2 separate regions of the Sus scrofa genome follow, and region 2 is linked to region 1. Evidence: chromatin contacts called from public promoter capture Hi-C data. All regions are on one chromosome and are shown on one strand. Each heading gives the region's core, a stretch centred on a gene start, on an enhancer-like site or on the middle of the called end of the contact. The rest is flanking DNA. Distances are from core to core; before and after follow the strand shown.

Evidence for each region. Promoter capture Hi-C pulls out the DNA fragments that hold promoters and counts their contacts.
Region 2: a contact with region 1 is called in a promoter capture Hi-C map of liver, with 8 times the contacts expected there. The contact joins the promoter of TMEM260 here to the promoter of ATG14 in region 1. A contact is called at or near these places in 1 of 5 promoter capture datasets (liver) and 1 of 2 datasets of contacts at active chromatin or transcription factors (skeletal muscle).

Annotation. Positions count from the first base shown.
Region 1 is chr1:184,740,730-184,748,203 of Sscrofa11.1, forward strand. ATG14 (beclin 1-associated autophagy-related key regulator) reads right to left here and starts at 3,023. Exons shown (of 10, transcript XM_001924990.5): 1 at 2,750-3,023. The coding sequence starts at 2,970. It overlaps TBPL2 (TATA box-binding protein-like protein 2), which reads right to left. Exons shown (of 7, transcript XM_021102347.1): 7 at 4,990-5,230. The coding sequence ends at 5,154.
Region 2 is chr1:185,818,310-185,825,783 of Sscrofa11.1, forward strand. TMEM260 (transmembrane protein 260) reads left to right here and starts at 3,188. Exons shown (of 14, transcript XM_013993447.2): 1 at 3,188-3,488. The coding sequence starts at 3,329. It overlaps LOC110262235 (a long non-coding RNA gene), which reads right to left and starts at 3,193. Exons shown (of 3, transcript XR_002347053.1): 1 at 2,858-3,193.

The DNA.
Region 1 (7,474 bases), core at 1,773-4,272:
GCCACTAAAAGATTTAAGCAAAAGAGTAACATTATCTAATTTACATTTCTACTGTGGCTGCTGGGTGAGGCCAGAGGGAGGCCAGGGAGGAGCTGTATGTGTACAAGAAAAGAAATTAATATGTAGCCAGGAGAGAAATGATAGTAGTCTGGACTAGAAAGAGAATAAAGATCTACTTTGGAACAGATCAAATTAGACTTGTCAATGATTTGGATACATGGGATAAGAAAAAAGGAAAAGCTAGGATAACTCTCAGGTTTCTGCCTTTAGTAACAAATGGGTCATGATTTATAACAATGAAGTGGTTCGGAATCAGGCTAAGCTGGAAAAGAATAGTAGATTCATTCAATAATTTGACAAATATTCACTAAGCTTCTACTATGTGAGGCTATAGCACAGTACGTAACTGTCTTGTTATCACAGGGCCTTACATCCTTGGAGTGAGGGGGGGGCACAGTTGGACATATTTATATGTAAACCATAAGATGGTGATAAGTGCTATAAAAAATAAGGCAGGTTAAGTGGGAAAGGAGGTTACTATTTTAATTAAATGATCAGAAAGAGTTTCTCTAATGCATGAGCAGAAGTCTAAAGGAAACAAAGGAAGCAGCCCTGAAACCTTCTGGGAAAAGAGTTCCTGGAGGTCTGAATAAGACTGCTGTGGTCCTGAAGCAGGCATGTTCTTGGTATGTTTGAGGACTGGAAAGGGGGCCAGGGTGGTACTGCAAGTAGGTAAGGGGAAAAAATAGGCAATCTGAGGAGGAACAGACAATAGAGAACTATGGTTAAGGCTTTTTTTTTTTTTTTTTCCTTTGGGTAAAACAGAAAAGCCCTGGAAGATGTGAACAGAGGAATGGAGGAGTAGTGTTACTCTAGCTGCAATATGGAAATAATACTATAAAGGAGCAAAGGTGGGAGCTAAAGGGGCAATAATCCTCTGGTAGATCAGACCAGGAGGTAGTGAAAGGGCTGGCTTTAGGATAGGTTTTGTAAGGCAGATGGGATTTGTTGATGGGATTAGATATGGTGGCATTAGAAAGGAGTCAAGGGGACTGGGTCTTTTGGCCTGCACCAAAGAATAAGGCTATCATTTACTGGGTTGGGATGAGCATGAAAGGAACAGATTTATGATGGATAACTGTGATATCTGTCATATCAAGATGGAGATCCTGGAGTTCCAATCATCACTCAGTGGTTAATGAACCCAACCAGTATCCCTGAGGACTAGGGTTCGATCCCTGGCCTCCCTCAGTGGGCTAAGGATCCCATGTTGCTGTGAGCTGTGGTATAGGCAGGCAGCTGTAGCTCCAACTCGACCTCTAGCCTGGGAACCTCCAGATGCCTTTGGGGGGCGAGGGGTGATAAAAAAAGAAAAGAAAAAAAAAGATGGAGATCCTCATTACAAATTTAAGTACAGAAAGAGGAGGCAGCTGTCTTCTTGATTTTACAAAGGCCCGAGTTGGAGATATAAGTCTGGTGTCTTCAGCCTATATAAGATATTTAAATTATGGGAATGGATCTAGGTAAAAGTATAAAGAGAAGAGGATCCAGAACTGAACCCGTGATAAACTCCTTAAGTTAAACAATTCCACCTCATACCTAGGATTCTTACAGTAAAATTGTTTTAATTTTTAAAGCTATCACTTACTACACACGAACAGTTTCTAAAGCCATCAAGTACATCAATGAGGCATAGCAACTAACTAAAAGATTACACCATACAAATCTCAAGAAAAAGAAATAAATTCCATTCATGAACAGAGGACTACCAGGAACTCAAAAAAATTTCCAAATATAGATGTTGTACAATCCAGTGGTTAAGTGCATGGCATAGGGCTCAGGCTGCCTGGATATTAATTCTGGTCCCTACACTTATTATCTGTGACCCAGGGCAAGGTATCGTGCAGTTTCCTTAGCAGTTACGTTGAGGATAATAACTTACTGGGTTGTTGTAATGAATACCTGAACTTTTGCACTCAAAATATTAGATCTTTTACTATCACTAAGTTACTGACACAAATGTTGGGGCTGAGAGACCTTGCAGCTAATCACACTAATTTTTCAATTATCTTAACCAAGGACTTGTCTCTGTTTAACAAATTTCAAAAGAAGGCCAAAACGTGTTCCTAAATTCAATTCTCTTAACTAAGGGCTTGCAACTCCCAGTCTGGATTTTAAAACAAAGCCAAAACACATCCCCAAACTTCTCAGCACCCAAAACAATCTTTGGAGGCAGAGAGCGGAAAAGGGAGGACTAACTAGCCTAATTAACACATTACAGTAAGCATGTCTGATAACAAGGTCCATCTGTGACAGGCTACCAGGGCCCAAAAATCTTTTATTTTATTCCCTTCTGGACTCTCCTCTAGAAAATGAACGTGCTTTCGAAGGTAAAGGTTAAACCAAGCTTCTGAATGGGAGTGTAGCAAAGTACTGAGAATCCAACTCTACAGCAGTAACAGGGGAAGACCTCTCCACAGTCACATCTATCTCTTTTCCGGAGTACCCAGGAGCATCGTGAGGTGGGACTCCTCCCCAGTGAGTTATGAGGAAATGACAACCTTCATCTTCTGGCCCCCATCCTGGAACCTGTACTCTGGGAGGAAAGCGCTAGCGCAAAGCAGCTACCCTCCCAACCTCCCCCTTCTCTCGCCAGGCTCCGGGGCACGTACTCTGGTCCCAGGCTCCTGTCTCGTAGCCGGTGGTGACTCCCGGAGAAAAAACAATGGGGCCGTGGCGGCTGCCGTACCTTTCACGGTCGCGGCCGTCGAAGTAGACGAAATCGCCGCTCTGGACGCACTTGGCGCAGGTCAGCCGCCGGCGGGTAGTGTTGCACAGCGGACACCGCTCCACCGCCACGTACAGCCCCTCCGCGTCGTCCACGGAGTCCACCAAGTCCCGGGCGAGTGGCTGGGGCCCACAGCCAGGAGCCTCCGGCGCCCGGGATCCCTTCCCACTGGGAGACGCCATGATGGCCTGAGAGAAGAGCCAGTCACGTGGGATTTTGTTTTCAACCAGGTGCATCCTGGGCGAGGAGGTGGGGCCTGGGAGGGGCCTAAGGAGGCGCCGGGAGCGCCGCGGGGGTCCCGCCACCTCCAAGCCCAGCCTTGCCTAGCCCTTGACCGCTGCAGCCCGAGGCGCTGTCGGTTTTCCTGACATCTCAGGGCTGGCCGATCTCGCGGCAGGAATTACGTTAGTGGGCCGAGTCACCCCAACAAAATGTCATCAGCTGCTCGATCATGACCAGCCTACAAGTTAACGCCTCAAATTTGTGCAAGAAATAGTAAAACGATGCCGTAAGGATTCTGGGAAAACCGATTGGGAACACAATAGGGAGTTTCTGTAATTCTCTGTGGATGTTTTTAAATTTGGCTAAAAGTACAGCGGAGTTGGGTAGGGAACTGGGTCTTGGAGCTAGACTGAATTTTGCCTCACCCACCTCCCTAATAGCTATGTAATTTGGGGCAAATTACTCACCTCACTGTGCCTGTGTTCTTACGTGATTTAAAGGTAGAGAATTACAGAACCCACCGTAACACCCTGAGGAGTCATAAGTAAATCTGTTTGGTAGGAGTCTGCTAAGTACTCTACTGATAATAGCTAACCAGTGGAAACTGTACTGAATGTGGAAATCAAAGATGTATCTTTCTGAAAAACAAATTTTTAAATTAAGGTGCAGCATTCCGCTCCTACTCTGGGCCGTGCTCTGAGAAAAAATTTGAACTAGGTAGAATTGAACATAGTTACATTTTTCCAAGTTTGTTTCTGTGGGGATAAATAGGGTGGGTCGGAGGATTTTTATCAGAGTAATTAGTGTTTGAATATGTCTATAAACTACAGAAGGAAAAATATTGGGCTCCTAGGTCAAATGATCTACACCAGTGAGTCTCAAAGATTATTTTGGCAGGCTGTAAATTAATGACTGCCCTAAATTTTCTCTCCAGCTAGGGTTTCTCTCCCCTGCCCTTCCATACCCCAAAATTCATAACTGCTTACACTAGGTCTAAAGTAGTGTACAGTGAACACCACAAACTCAGTAATTTGGAAACTGAACTGAAAACCAACCTTTCCCTCCCTGCCTATGTTTTCTCATCTTAATGAAAGACATATTCACTGACCACTTGGAATCAAGGTCCATAACTCCTGTTAGCCCAACCCTCCTTGTTAATCTCCACATCTCCATCAAATGGGGATAATTCCACAACCTAATTAGGCCTTGAGTCTGTAAACTCTGTTCCAGGCTCTTAATCTATTTTAACATAATTACATAGGATTATAAAAGTATGAAAAAAGCACAAAATCCCCAAACACTTTTCAAAATAAACTTTCAGGAACCATTCAGGTTTAGTGTAAGCTCTAAGATTTATTTTTAAGGAAGAGATAATAATTTTCTCTGACCATTTCAAAGAAAAGAATGTTTATCTTGTTTTCAGACCTTCATGTTTCATTTGTACTCTGACAAGATCCTTCACAAGCCTGTACCTAATGGCCAGGATCATCTACTTGATATTTTAAAAAGCAAAAAATATACAATTTCTATCCTACTTTATGCAGCTATATGAAATTTCTACATATTGCTATGTATTTTCAGAGAACACATGTTAATGGACTACATCTTTAACAAGAGTAAATTTTAATGTTACAATATCACTCTAGCAAGGCCCTAAACCTTTCAAATTCTGAAATGTTTACTTTTTTCATTTAAAAAATAACATAGTTATTTTGAAAAAAAATTTTCTTCACTTCTTAAGCATGAATACACGTATAGAATCACACTTTAATAACTAAAGGCAAGGAGTTCCTGTCGTGGCGCAGCGGAAATGAATCTGACTAGGAACCATGAAGTCAAGGGTTCACTTCCTGGCCTCGCCCAGTGGGTTAAGGATCCAGTGTTGCCGTGAGCTGTGGTGTAGGTTCCAGATGTGGCTTGGATCTGATGCTGCTCTGGCTGTGGCCAGCAGATGTAGCTCCAATTGGACCCCTAGCCTGGAAACCTCCATGTGCCTCAGGTGTGGCCCTAAAAAGCAAAAAAATTAAAAAATTAAAAAAAAATAAAGTCAAAATGTTCATGGAACAGTAACAATCCAGCCATTTCTGTGCTGGGCTTATGTATACATTCAAACTAATATACTGTAAGATACTGAATACTGTATTCAGGCTTTTTTGAAGTCCTTTAGAATAGGATAGATGTTTTCAAATGCTTCATAGATCTCAGAACGTTCTTTGGCACCTATAAAGAAATCCATGTTTACATAATCTTTAATATTAAAACAATAGTAGAAATTTTTAAGGCTAAAATTTCATTGTCAACCCCAATTGCTTTTAATTCAATGACATCTCTGTAGGTATCCCTGAGAAATGACATTTATTCCTGGTAAAGACAAAAGAATTTGGTGACTAGAGCCACATTTCCCTACACACATACCTAGAGCAGAGTTTTATAATACTTCTGCTATATAGACACATCAGTACATCTTTGGCTTCACAGGGAATAGTATGAAATATGGAATCTTGTTTCTCAGGGTGTCATGGATGTGACCACAGAACATGACCTTCATCAGCATCTGTGGGCCCTTAGCTACCAGCAAAAGGGACGTCCTTTGATCTGCTCACCTCTAGTAGACATTCTGATTCCCTGGTTTTGACCAACAGAGTGAGACAAACTGGAACTATTCTAAAGTTTTAAATTTTAGTGTATGGAAAGGGACTATTAGTTAGAAAACTGGGGAAATCTTGAAATCTTACCACCGTCGCCCTAAGTTTCAAGGGATCTTTAATTGTAACTGCTGTAGGTATTAAAATGGATTAAAAACATGAATTAGATACAGTTCCTACCCTTGAAAGAGATTATCAGTCTGTTCTACTCCTATCTCACCACTGCCAACCCGCTACTAACTACCTTCTACTTTCAAAACTATTCAGGCACATTATACTAAGAGTTAATTCCTGGTAGTACTTGTGTTTACATGGAACTGTCAGCTAATCAGGAAACTGTTATCTAATAGTACTGTGCAGAAGGCAAGGAAATTAATGAAAAGCATTTAAAAACTTTTATCATGGAGAAAAATGAAAAATAGTTTAAGCTGATAAATTCTTAAAAATAGTTTAAGCTATAAACGTCGAGAGGAGGAAGGCTCTGTAAGAGAGCAGGAACGACCTGTGAGAAGTGGTTGTCTGGTTTAATGACGGGACTAGTGAGAGGGAATTAGTCCCAAAGGACTAATCACCAAAAGGAGTATCACCGGATTTGAGAAGCAAGTAGAAATCAGGATTCAGAATCCAGGACGAACAATAATAATTTTAAAAATGGAAAATAGCAAGTGTTCACAAAGAGCCTGAGAAATTGAACTCTCATACATTGCTGGTGGGAACATAAAATCATTCAGCTACCATGGAAAATGGGTTGGTGGTTCTTCAAAAATGTTAAAGTAAAAATTACCATGTGACCCAACAGTTTCACTCCTGGGTATCTGGGTATATACCCCCCAAATTGAAAAAAAATCTTTAAACCAGTAACACATGTAGACACATATTCATGGTAGTACTATTCATAGTAGCCTCAAAGTGGAAACAACCCTAGTGTCTACTAAAAGATGAATGTATAAGCAAACTGTGATGAATATCATATATATATATACAATGGAATATTATTCTGCCATAAAAAGGAGTGAAGCACTGATACACACTACAGTGTAGATGTACCTCAAAAACATTATACTAAATGAAAGCAGCCAGACATGAAAGATCACGTATTGTATAATTCCATTTACATGAAATCTCCAGAATAGGTAAATTCACACAGACAGAATGAAGACTGGTGTTTGCCAGGAGCTGGGGGAGGAAGGAATGGGGAAAAAGTGCCTAATGATATGGGACTTTATTTTGGAGTAGTGGAAATGTTTTGGCACTAGACAGAGGTGGTAGTTCCACAACATTGTGAATGAACAAAAATGGTTAAATTTATGCTGTGTGAATTTCACCTCAATAAATTAAAAAAAAAACTTTTTCTTTTTAGGGCCACACCTGCAGTCTATTTAAGTTCCCAGGCTAGGGGTTGAATCAGAGATGCAGCTGCCGGCCACAGCAACACCAGATCTGAGCTGCATCTGTAACATATCTTGCTGCAACTCCAGATCCTTAACCCACTGGGCAAGGCCAGGGATGGACTCCTCATCCTCAGAGACAACGTTGGGCTCCTAACCTGCTGAGCCACAATGGGAACTCCTAAAATTTTTTTTAAGAAATCAAAAAAAGTACTTGTAAGCTTAAAATGGGGGGGGGGGTAGATAAGGGCAAAAGGTTACTTATTCATTGCTTAAGAGTTTACTTTCTGAGTCTCTACCCTTGAAGATGATGGGTAGGGAGGAGGGTAACAGAAGCTCTGTACCTTTGGGATAGGAAACATCCCTTTAGTTTTCAGCACTAAAATTTTAGTTTCTAAAGATACTGGTTTTGGAGTTCCCAGGTGGCCTAA
Region 2 (7,474 bases), core at 1,938-4,437, 1.1 Mb after region 1:
ATCCAGAATTTCACAGATATTTTTAAGATTAAGACACATTTGACTTTATTTCAATTTCTGTATCTCTTTGAATTAGAATTTTCATCTTTTCTGGATAAATGCCCAGGATCATACGATGGTTCTATTTTTAGTTTTTTTAAAGAAACTACCAGGTTTGAAATGCTGCTTAGATATTAAAATGGAGAAATCACATTGTTTGTTTAAAAAAGGCTATAGCTTAAAGGACAGGTTAGTGGTGTATTGTTTTCAGATTTATCAGCCTAGTTACTATTTAAAATTTTGATAAGATCATCTTGGGAAAGAAGGTAGAAAGAGAGAGAACAGTCTACGGCCTGGTGCACTCGAATCTGTGGAGAACTGACAGAAGCAAGCCAGAGCAGAGGCCAGGGCTAAAAGGAAAGCCAAAGGGCTGAGGGCTGTCACCGAATCCTGGAGGAGAGGGCACTTGAGGAAGGATGGAAGAGTCAGCCAGCTTCCTCAGAGGTTGCCAGATACACACACACACACACACACACACACACACACACACGGAACTGGCCATTCTTCATCCTCAAAGGAGATTAGCCATGAAGTCAACAAAGCTTAAATTTCACAGCCTGAATCATATGGGTACCAAAGGGGAGGTGGGGAGGGGTAAATTGGGAGTCTGGGATTAACAGATACTCACCATGTATAAAATAGATAAACAACAAGACCAGCTGTAGACACAGGGAACTAGATTCAGTATCTTGTGATAACCTATGGTGGGAAAGAATCTGGAAAAGAATAGCTATGTATAACTGAACCACTTTGCTGTACACTTGAAACTAACACAATGTTGTAAATCAACTATACTTCAATTAAAAAAATTTCTTTTTCCACAGCTTGTCTCCAGCACAGGCTCCTTCCGATACCTGTATCTAATTCTCTATCTGCAGTTTTGTATTCTTTTGCTTAAAGAATTCTCCAAATGGTATAAACTCAACCCCATAAACCAGGATGTGGGCCTCCTCACCGTCCTTCTCTCTCTTTGACAATCTGACCACACATACTTAACTGACATCATTTCTTCCTTAGCGCCCTGTGACACATCCTTCTCTTGAACTGTTGTCTGCTTTTCTGCCATTCCCTAAAGGAAGATGTGGGCTAACACATGACCTCAACCTTCTTCTCACTACGTTATGCCTCCGTGAACTTCTTCATTCACCTCATCTGTGACAACTCCCAAATTCAAACAAACTTCTAGTGCTGATCTCTGCCTCTTGACTATGGACAGATAATTTTGCTCTTTTGAAAGTAATTTGCCATGATAAACATTTTATCTTTTACAAAGCTCATGAGCAAAAGATGAAATGTAAAAAGGGAAAGTTAAGCACATGCTTGGCTCAGCCAGTATTAATCACTGGCATACTCTTTCAGAAAAGAAATAGGAGGCAGGCTGTCTTAGAAATCTATTGCTGAGTAACAAATTACCCCAAATTTAGTGGACTGAAACAGCAACACTTACTATCTCACAGTTTCTGTTGGACTGCAATCTGGGTGAGACTTAGCTGGGTCCTCTACCTCAGGGTCTCTCTTAGGCTATAATCAAGGTCTTGGTGGGAGTCTGTTATCACCTCAAGGGTCACTAACAGAGCATCTACACCCTGCCTCCCTCATGAGGTATTAGCGGGATTCAGTTCCTTGCTAGTTGTTGGCTGGCTGTCGGCTGGAGGTGATGTTCGGTTCCTTGCTACTCTTTATGGAGTGGGCGTTTCCACCAAGCATCCCACACCATGATGGGTAGCTTCATCAGAGTGAACAAGCAGAGGACAAGAGAGGTGGTGCCCATCAGGGGGAGAGTTAGCAAGATGGAAGCCTGTGGTTTATAACCTAATCTCCAAAGGGACAACTGTTACTTTCACCTTATTCTATGGATAGAAGTGAGTCACTAGATTCAGCCCACTCCCCCCCGACCCCACCCCCCATACGGGGAGAGGATCACATAAGGGAGTCAGTACCAGGAGTAGGGGATTATTGGGAGCCATTTTAGAAGCTGCCTACCTGCCCCCCAGGGACCCACGATATAGCCGAGGAAGCATTATGTAAATACCTAAGATGCTGGCATAACGTCTGCCAATCTATGCAGATGTGTATTAGTTACTCTACATTTGCGATTCTGTGTTCCTGTCAGATTGCTTGTAACATGTCCTAGATTGTCAATGATCTTCACTGTATTTTGAGATGCATTCCAGGGAGGCTGCTCTCCTCCCCTCCCCCTCCAGAATAATCCATATAATAATGTACAATCTGAGCTTAAAGATCTTACTAAAGATCTTACCAAGAATGTGCTATGAGGTGGTCTCAAGAGTTCCCATTCCTTTTTTTTTTTTTTTTTTTTTTTTTACTATTTTATGGCCGCTCCGGCGGCATGTGGAGGTTCCCAAACTAGGGGTCTAAGCGGAGTCACAGCTGCTGGTCTATGCCACAGCCACAGCAAAGCCGGATCCTTAACCCACTGAGCAAGACCAGGGATCGAACCTGAAACCTCATGGTTCCTAGTCGGATTCATTAACCACTGCGCCATGATGGGAACTCCCCATTCCTTTTTTGTGTTGCAGCTAACTGGAAAATGCAGTGTCTTGGTTTCATTCCCAGTGTGTGGTCAAAGCTCCACCAAATACACCTCTTCAGTAAAGGAGTTCTTTTTACCATGACATGAATTATTTGTATCACTACAGAAACTCAAGTTTCACATCTCCCTAGTTCTCCTCATGCTACTAAAAAAACCCAAAAAATAAAAACCAACCTAGCTTATTTTAACCTTTGAAAATAACTCAGCGATTGAACAATTAGCATACAGGTTTATAATTACTCGTAGTAAACATATGAGGCTTACACTGCGCACACGGATCCTCAGGCTCACAGTCTGGGGCCCTTAGTGTAGTTCCACCCCACACCGCTGGGGGCAGTCGCGGCCCTTTCGCACGCCCGCTTTGCAACCCCCCTCCCGTCTCTGTCAGCTCCGACCAAGTCACCGGGAAGGGAGGAGGCCATAGAGACGACGACCCTGGGCGAGGCTTGGTTTCCTAAAGGAAGGGTGTCTCCTGTGATGCGCTACTGGGAAGCAAGTTATACTTCTGTAAACCCCGATGCGCCGTGCGCCGCCAGAAGGCTGCCCAGGCCTAGTCCCGCGAGGCTGGGCGGTTTTTGCCCCCCGCGCCGGCGCAGAAAGGTGCGTCCCGCCCACCCGGACCGACCCGGAAGCCGCCGCAGCCGCCGCGCAACGCGCTGGGCTCTCGCCTAGGGGCACAGTGAAGCTCCTAGTCCTGGGGTACCACGCGTCCTCCTTTCTCGGTTCCTCTGACGCATGGGTCTCCATGGAGACGGCGGGGGCCTGGCCGAGGGGCCGGCAGCCCGAGTGGGGCCACGGCGCTCCAGGGGCCTCCGTGGCGGCGTCGCCGTGTTCGCCGCTGTGGCCGCGGTGTTCACCCTCACGCTGCCCCCTTCGGTGCCGGGGGGCGACTCGGGTAAAGTACTCTCTGGGTCGTCCCTCCTGCTCGTCGCTGGTCCGCACTGTCCTCACTAGGTCCGCACCCCTTCATCCACTTGCCCGGGCCCCTGCAGGGCTTTAAGTCCCAGAACCAACTTCTGTTTCCATTCCTGTAACTTTCTTGTAATCCTGGTCTCTAGTTCTCAGGCTTTCAAGCCGGGTATTGTTGGTTTTGCCTGATGGGTACTTTACCAACCTCTCCGTTTCTCTAGATCATTTTTCCTGGACCTGAGTTTTTGTTTTCCATTTCTTTTTAGCCCGCAAATATTACTTGTTGGGTCCTTATCGTGTAACAGATAAAAGGAATAACAGGAGTGGTGAACAGTGTCATGGAGAGTGGCAATATACAAACTGCTGAATAAACCACTACATAGTGAGTAGTGAGAAGTTAATGGAGACAGAAGGAAATGTGGTTGACAGTGGGCTAGGTAATGGCTTCACCAAAATGGCTAGTCGGGAAAGGCCTCTGAGGAGGTGGTATTTTAGTTGAAACCTGATGTTGAAAGGGGACCAAACTTGCAGAATATTTGCTGGAGAATGCTTAAAGGAATGGAAGCCAGTTTCGGCTTAATGCAAGCTGCTCCTATTAAACAGAAAAGCTTGAGTCATCGGCCATTTAAATCATGTGAAAAATAGTTATGTATTTGGGATGAGAGACAAGACGTGGGTTTTGTTTTGCTGCCAAATTCAGTGGCCATCCAATAATGCCTAATAATGATGAGTAGTTTTGTCATAATGGTGCCGTAACTTTGGGTAGTAATCCGAGAAAAACTGAGTGCATTAGTTGCTGAATTACAAGATACTCCAAAATTTAGTGGCTTAAAACAGCAAAAGTTTGTTAGCTCACATTTTCTGTGGATCAGGAATGTGGGTGCAGTTTGAGTGGGTTCCCTAACTCAGGAGGGGAGGTTGCTGACCTCTCAAGGTTCTATTTGGTGGGGATTAGCTTCTAAGCTCCATCCAGTTCTTTGCCACATAGGTTTCTCTGTAAGCTGACCTCTGTCAAGAGAAAGAAGGCAGCTCTGTCTGACAACTCTGATGTTTTGTAACCTAATCTTGGTAGTGACATACCACTGCCTGGTTTTATTCCTGAAAGCGAGTCAGTATGTCCAGCCCAGCCTAGGGAGGGAGAGGATTACACAGTGAGAAGCCTAGGAATTGGGCAGCCGTCAGAGGCAGTCTTTAAGGCTGCCTACCACATTGAGAATCCTTGATGTTCCTTTTATGGGTCATTAACTTTATTCTTTCTTTCAGGTCCTATAGACCAGATAGGAGCAATGTTTCATTAGTATAGTGGGGAATGAAGTTATGATGTTTCCAAGGTTTATATTAAATAATAGAAATAACTTTATCATTGTGAGAGTTTTGGCATCGGAGAGCACTACTCAGAATGGGTAGTTCTGTACATGTCAAAAAAAAAATGTTGACAGTTATTTGTCATGGTTGTTTGAGCCTGAAGGTCAGGATTGGGATGAATAGTAAAAATAACACTTACTGAGCACTTACTCTGTGCCAGGCACTGTTCCAAGTGCTTCACGTGAATTATCATTTTAATCCTCCCAGCTGCTACCCTGTGAGGTAGCTATCAATTTCATTATGTTATAGATGACTAAACTAATGTTAAACTGTGTCCACAATCACACAGCTGCAAAGTAGGAACAGTTAAGGAAAGAACCCAAGTATATTGACTTTAGAACATGCTCTTTTAACCAATTTAGACTCTAATTTTTTTTTCTTAAATCTGCCCTCACATATTTAGTGATAGTCTATTTGAAATGTATGATGTTGGAGTTCCCGCCTTGCCAAAATTACTTTTTCACCACTTGATGTACATAGTTGATTTATGATGGTGCAGAGGTTAATGAATCTGACTAGGAACCACTAGGTTGCGGGTTCGGTTCCTGGCCTTGCTAAGTGGGTTAAGGATCCAGCATTGCCATGAGCTACGGTGTAGGTGGCAGACGCGGCTTGGATCCCGAGTAGCTGTGGCTCTGGCATAGGCCAGTGGCTACAGTTCCAATTCGACCCCTAGCCTGGAAACCTCCATGTGCCGCGGGAGCGGCCCTAGAAAAGGCAAAAAAAGACAAAAGAAAAAAGAAAAAGAAAGAAATGTGTGATGTTACCTTGTTTTTATTAATAGTCTTATTTTTTCCCCAAAGAATAAAGTTAATAATTCACTTAGAGTTATCATACTTTTTGGGTGTTCTAAGTTTAGTTTGATTCTGAATAGTGGTTGCTTCTAATATTTTTATGTTCGTTTTGGGGAATGAAGTGTTTTCTAAGAGTTATCAGTAAAATTTGTATAATCACATCTTTGATAATTTTGTTTATATGTTGAATGTACTGTTCTCTTTGAATTTTGTGTTTCTGAAATAAATTTTTTTTAACCAATAAACAGAAGACAATCAAAACCAACATAAAGCATGTATTCTTCTTGCTGATAAGTCTTCAGTTATACTCCATGAATCCACATTGTGTGGCCTTGCCAAAATTACTTTTTCACCACTTGATGTACATAGTTGATTTATGGGCAGGAGCACTACTGGTCCTTTAGAATAAAGGGTGGGAATTTAGCCTTCACTTCTCTTTGTTATGCTTGGGAACTATAGCTTATATGTATGTTTATCTATACTTAAGATACTGTCATTAACACTTGATACATGACAATTTAACTGTATAATTAATGTAAAAAGTATAACATAGAGGGAGCTGGGTTTTGTAAAGGTGAAGCATTTGCTAACACCTCAGCTTGCCACACATTTGTGTCCCAGACAAAAAAAGCCCTGTAGTTCTCAAACTTGAGTGTACTTGATATTGCCTGGGGGACTTGGGCCACAATGTCAGAGGGTCTAGAGTAGGTAGGTTTGGGTTATGGTCAAGGAATCTTTATTTTTAAAAGGCATCTCAGGAATCCTAATGCAGGTAGGACTTAAATTTGCAAAAACCATAGTGTAAAGAATTGGGGAAAGCAAGGACCTAGGAGGCTCTCCCAATTTTTTTTTTTTTAACTATTTCTCTTTTTTATCATGCTCAGTTTTAAAAGTAGGGTTTCCCTTTAGCTTTCTATCAGGGATGCATTCATAGACTTTGAATAGTAGCATCTTTTCTGTTTAGATTTTAGTTGAACATTTAACAAGAGTTGGTGCTGGAAGTTTATCACATTCCAGATTCGTCTTTCTACCAAGAGAACTCCAACAAAGAATAACAGCATATTGACTTTTCAATGGTAAAAAGAAGTTTCAGAAAATAGGCTGTTTTTCTTAAGGTTAAATACAATTCTAAATACATTTTAAATGAAGGAGAATGAATAGTGACCTTGAAAATTTAAACTTAACTGTGTTTCATTGCACCTACAGAAATATAAGAACAAAAAACTGATTAAAACCACTTAGCACTAGAGACCTAAGAGCAAACCCATTCTAGGGCAGAGCTATACAGTTTTGGTAACAGTAGCTACAAAGAGAACCGTTATTTTAAACATTTTAAAACCATAATTTATATAAGATACAAAAAGTGCCTTAGCTTATAAGATGCTCTTGAATATCTCCAGAAAACTTCAAAGATGTCCGTAAGTAAATGATGTAAGTGAGCAGTATCTGTCTTTGGTGCCCCTGTGGGGCTTCGTGAAGCGAGCAGTCATGCAATCTGAGATGTGGGGTGTCTGAGTAGCAAGAATGACACCGTGATATGTCTTTGTCAACCTCTCTGTACAGGGCTTGAAGTAGATTCCCTGTGTGGCCCGATGAGGGAGAGGTGCTGATGTCCTGACAGAAGCCTGAAATGGATAATATTTTCATCTTAGTGGAAAAGACAAATGAAAACAACTAACCAGCACAGAAGGCAATCCAACTAAGTGCTGAATAGAGAGGTTTCGAGCAGGTTCCATGGGGGAGGAGGATGTGATTAATCCTGATAGGGAAAGCTGGGGAGGGGTATGTGTAAGGAAAGGTGTCACTGAGAAGG